2 separate regions of the Mus musculus genome follow, and region 1 is linked to region 2. The links are chromatin contacts, called in public HiChIP or PLAC-seq maps. All regions are on one chromosome and are shown on one strand. Each heading gives the region's core, a stretch centred on a gene start, on an enhancer-like site or on the middle of the called end of the contact. The rest is flanking DNA. Distances are from core to core; before and after follow the strand shown. Region 1 has its middle 33 kb from the start of Gm23860. Region 2 has its middle 110 kb from the start of 8430436N08Rik.

Region 1 (2,700 bases), core at 60-2,559, 400 kb before region 2:
CTATTTTTACCGTTAAATCTAGTGCAAGAGACACACATTGGTTTTATCTTTTGAGACAATCCTGATGAAACATCATTTTTGCTAAAGTTATTGAGACAGACTCTAAGGTCCCACAGTGCTTAGTAAGAGACAATGGAGTGGTTGCCTAGCAATGGCTGTTGCAGCTCTGAGAAGAAGGAAGAGAGACAAAAGTGTGGTGATCTTACTAATCCTAGTCTATGAGATAAACACTTGTAGTATGAATATTAATCAAAGCCAAAATTTTGCTTCCTGGCTTACAGCTTACACTTTCATTTTAACTAACATCTATAGTTGTTTATAATTCCTAATATTTTGCTTCAGCAAATTCCTTATTCTTCAAGCAAATCTTACAAGTTTTATGCTATGATTATTTCCATAATTTCCTAACCTAGAAACATAAAACATCACCCCACTGCTCCCCTTTATCTTCTCTAATTTCCATTCCCTGCAAAAAAATAAAACAAAACAAAACAAAAAAAAAAAAAACAAAGGCCTTCCTAGAACATCTTAATCCACAACACAGGCACCTGGTGTTCTGGAAATCAAATTGTCTCAACTCTTCATTTATCATTTAAACACACAATTCTTTCAGCTATATCTCAGGATATTTTGACTGAACTACTGAGTGCCCCTTGTGGTATTGGTTCCCTTTATTCTTTGTGGTATCTTCTGTTACATTTTAAGGGAGTCCTTTTGCCTATCATATAAGCAACCTGCTTCTGTTTGGCTGTTTTTTTGGGGGGGGGGTTGTAGGACTCTTTGCTTAATACATTATCTTTCTTATAGCAGGAACTCATAAGAGGTTTTATTTAGTTATTACGTAGTCCAGCATATGTTTTATTTATATCATTGTATTTAGTCTGTGTAAAACCCACAAGGTTTAAATATCTAATATCAAAATATACCAATACTATGAAGTTTAAAAGGAATGAATAAGAAACAAAATGTTTGTCCAAAGCAAGCAATGTTGATAGTAGCTGCTGGACATTTGGTGCAAATGAACAGAGGAGATGCTAAAGGTCTCACTGGAGAATGCACTGAAATGTCTTTTTCCTTAGATATTCAAACTCTGTTAGTCAGAAGACTAACTTGGGAGTGGTCATATACCTCTGTCTCTTCTTAGATAACTGCAAAGTGTTCATGAAGAGACCCAAAATTTCTAGAATACCTTCTAGAATCTATACAACATGAAATATGCAAGACCGCCAAAGGTCTGTGTGTGTGTGTGTGTCTGCCAGATGCCCTGAAATACTTTGTAAGGTGTAATTTGACTGCAGCCATCATGGATGTCCACTTGGGGGCACCAAAATGATGCCTCTGTTTTCTTTATTTCTCATAGCAAGATTATTTTACAATGATTCTGTATGCAATTATTTTAGTATGAGGACAAGTTGGTAATGGTTTATATTTATCATTTATTCAAGCAGCTTGATTTTTAATGCCTGTTATCTCTCTATTAATGAACTAGAAACCAGTTGCTTCCAAGAGTGGGTAATGTCCTCCTGATGGGTAGAACATTGGGCCAGGAAACAGCCAATACAAGAGCCAGAATAGAATCAGAGTTTCAGGGACCTCAGAGGTTAAAACCTGACCTCCTGCTAATTCACAAATACCCTCTGCAATGCCCCTGGCAAGTAATCATCCCCTTCCAGGTCTGGAGGACTGCTGGGTAATTGAGTGATTAAGCAAACTGCTTAGAAATACATTACAGAATCATAGGATAACTGTGTAGAAAAGGACCTTAGCGATGAACAAGCCAACCCTTGACTCCAAGAATTGGGCTAGCAAGGTCAAGTGGTTCACTCATGTCTGAAAGTTAGCAGAGCAGCTAAAACTACACTTTTGAGTGCCTGAGTCAGACAATTATGCCAGCATAGTTAGTGCTCCTCTGTTTGTTAAACTGTGGTGACAACCGTGAATAGAAAATGAGGAGAAGCCATTGCACAATGAGGATGCTGGACAAAATATTCTGATTATAGAGTTGTGGCATGTCCTGGAAGTGGAAGGGAAGGAGTCACAATTGGAAGTTCAGTTAGAAATTAATCAAATCAGGCAATGCAATTCAATCCAAATTGTGTCATGCCCAATAATAATAATATTTTCAGGACCACTTTCAGGAAGAATGGTGGCAGAAACCACCAGATTTGAACAAGAATTATTTATCTTCCCAGTGATCTTGTCTTGCTCCCAGGGTTAGAAGAATTCACTCGTTAATTCACACTATTCATTTGGGTTTCACTTTTTGGTTCATTTTGCCAGGCTTATCTGGTAGATACAAGTAACTTTAAAAATACATGTATCTCCCCGTTGAACTGCAGTACTTTCAGCTGTAGCTCCTTATTTGAACAGCTTGAGGACTAATTTGAATCGCACTTCTCTTGTGGGTGTTCCAAAAGCTTGTGCTATCTCAGGGAGTTGCCTTGTGGAGACATTAAAGATGTTTTTTAAATGAAGCACATCAAGATTCGCTAAATTACATATGGTTTGATCTAGGAAAGGACAATTGGAGACTTCATTAAAATAGATTTATTCCAACTTCATGTATGGAAATAAATTTTCTTGTGATAACTTGGTCTGTGCCCATCCAGATTGTAGCATTTCCCTAGTTTCTAAATTAAATGTTTCTACATGTGAATCTTGGCTCTATATGGGCATATATTAAAAGGCTTAGTCATCATT
Region 2 (2,700 bases), core at 181-2,680:
TAAAATACAGAGCACAACATGTCATGTTAACATATTTGATTATTGGAACAAGAAGATGATGAAATGCTACACTCCAATCAATAAAAAGAATATGCAATGCTAAAATATGCCTCTTTGGCACAAACACTATTTTGAGCTGATAATTTTGAGAAAGTAAAGACACAGAGAAGCTCTGAAAACAGGAATCTGTTACTTCCTTGTAAAAGAAAATTGCATCTAAATGGAAGACATCGTTTTGTGAGTCTCTATCCGTAAATCCAGAGTAGAACTATGAGTCCAAAGTACGAGAGACCCCAAGAAGTGCAGACATAACCTACCTCAAAGCTGTTCTTGACACTTCCATGTCTCTGGGCTTAAACCTTTGTTTTGATAAACAATGGCTATGATATCTGAATTCCAGATTGCCTCTCCCTTCTCTGTGTACCTCTCCTGAAAATGTGCTGTGTGTGTGTGTGTGTGTGTGTGTGTGTGTGTGTGTGTGTGTGTGTGTGTGTGTGTGAGATATACAACAAAAACTTTTAAAGGTATATACTCCAATAAACTATATTTTTTCTTTGATTGGTCTGTCTTTTTTTATAGGTGCCCCTTTTAACTAAGGAAGAAGGATGGAAAGAACATTTTTTTCTTTATGGAGCTTTGGTTATCACTCACTGTGCTCATGAGTGTGCCTATGGAACAAGTACTTTATACACATTGATTGTGCATTTCCCATTCTAGTCAGTGGAAGACTGAGCCACACTTCATCCTCAGGGGAGTCTTGGGGGTGGTAGCTACTTTTCTCTTCTACTCTCATTGTATGTTACAGCACTGAATTGTTTGCCAATATTTAAATACCGTGTCTAACATTTATAAAGAATAGATTGTGTTTCTTTTTAGAGAAAGGGTTATACTATTTGGAACTACCACAATGCTCAATAAAAGGAGGTAACGAATAATTACCATATATTTGTGAAGAAAAATAGAAAAAAAAAAAGAGGAAGAAAGCATAAATAAAGGTAACTACATCTCTCCAAACTCCATTGATTTTGGTTATTTAAAATAAACCTACCTGAGAAATACTGACCGAGGAGCATGCTCACCTAATGTATATTTTTATTATTGCTAATTGTTTGGAATCTGAATCAAATTCATTGTGAAGCCCAAAGCTGAGGAAAGTTTAGGACTGTTGCTCCCTGCCATGTTCCCCTCAGCAGTGTTTTTCTTCTTAGCACACCAAAGCTTCAGCAGCAGCCAGTCTTAGACTGAAACGTTATCTTCGTTTTTTTTTTTTTTTTTTTTTTTTTTTTTTTTGAAGATAGTAAAAGTGAAAACAGATGCACACATTTGAATGCAGGAAGCCTTTAAGGCCTTTCTCTCTTTTGTCGTCCCTGCCCCCACTCCTTTTTCCTGTGAAGCATCAAAATAAATGTCCCTGCTCCTTTGAACTAAATCGCCCACTGTGCATAACTGAAATCGTAGGCCCGGAAATACATACCCCCTAACCAGTGCTCTCGGCCCTTATCAAGACCTTGTCATCTGAAACGACAGTGTTGGAACCCAGGCTGGTTTCACGTGATCCTATCAATCAGAGGTAAAGAGAAAAGGTGCCTGGGGGAGGGAGGGGAATCTTCAGGTTTGTTTAGGCTTCACTTAGGTCTAATTTCATACGTTTTAATGTATGGTGAGCCAAGCACCCGAGTATTGTATATCTTAGCAATGCTGACATTTCCTTTGCACCATTTAAAATTAAACCTTTTATTAGTTCAGGAAAAGCTGAGACAGGAGACAATAGCTGTTCAGGGAGAATAATTATTTTCTGTTCTGTTGTGTAGGATTTTTGAGCTTTTGATAAGTTGCAGTTTACAGTACTTAACAGCTAGCCAATCTTACATGTTAACAGTACATGAGAATATTTTATCCTAGCAGCCTGCCTCATACCCTGAAATGTTGAAATGTGTTTCTTGGTGACTTAAATCTTTTTTTTTTAAAACCTCTTATTTTCTGGGGTGTGTTTGGAAAGGATCATGCTATCAACAGTTGGAGTGGTGAGCAGCAGGCAGGGCGAGAGGAATCACTATGAAATGGATACAAAAAGCTGTGGGTTGTACACCATTAAGTGTTCCCAGTGTGATTCTAATGAGCTGATGATGGCCTCAACAAATTACTGTTTCTCCTGCAGCCCAGTAAATTATAGCTCACCCAAATTAAATCAGTGGGACTCTAGACAAACTGGTCTTCATCAAGATCTACATTTGTGAGAATTAAAAAAAACAAAAAAACAAAAAAAAACCAAACCATGCTCAATCATATTTAATCACATCTATTTGCTCAAGATTATTAGCTTGCTTTCTTATCCCCAAATGTCTGGGCGATAGATGTGGTGTGTGTGTGTGTATTTGTATATCTATGTACATTTATATGTGTGTAGGTTTATGTATGTGTGTATGCACGTGTATGTTTTTATGTGTGTATGCTGTATGCATCTCTGTGTATATTTACATGTGGTGAGTGTTTTGTGTTTGTATTTTCATGTTTGTGTGTATATGTGTACTTATGTGTATTTGTGTATATATGTTTTGTGTGTGCTGTGTGTGTACATTTACATGTATGTTTATATGTGTGTGTACATGTGTATATGCATGCATGAATGTATGTATGTATGTATATATGTGTGTGTTTGTACATGTTTGTGTTTTATATGTGTATTTGTGCGATGTATGT

The links. HiChIP or PLAC-seq counts read pairs in DNA pulled down with a chosen protein or histone mark.
Region 1: a contact with region 2 is called in a CTCF HiChIP or PLAC-seq map of pro-B cells, with 15 times the contacts expected there. The contact joins two enhancer-like sites. A contact is called at or near these places in 1 of 15 datasets of contacts at CTCF or cohesin (pro-B cells) and 2 of 115 datasets of contacts at active chromatin or transcription factors (T-cell acute lymphoblastic leukemia and large pre-B cells).

Annotation. Positions count from the first base shown.
Region 1 is chr4:7,852,165-7,854,864 of GRCm38.p6, reverse strand. No RefSeq gene overlaps it. Among named protein-coding and RNA genes, the nearest start is that of Gm23860, 33 kb to the right of the region's middle. Within about 2 kb of position 1,309, at least 19 of the 459 cell types and tissues checked have an H3K27ac peak or open chromatin away from gene starts, as enhancers often do. A contact at or near this core is called in pro-B cells, where this site is marked.
Region 2 is chr4:7,454,026-7,456,725 of GRCm38.p6, reverse strand. No RefSeq gene overlaps it. Among named protein-coding and RNA genes, the nearest start is that of 8430436N08Rik, 110 kb to the left of the region's middle. Within about 2 kb of position 1,430, at least 53 of the 459 cell types and tissues checked have an H3K27ac peak or open chromatin away from gene starts, as enhancers often do. A contact at or near this core is called in pro-B cells, where this site is marked.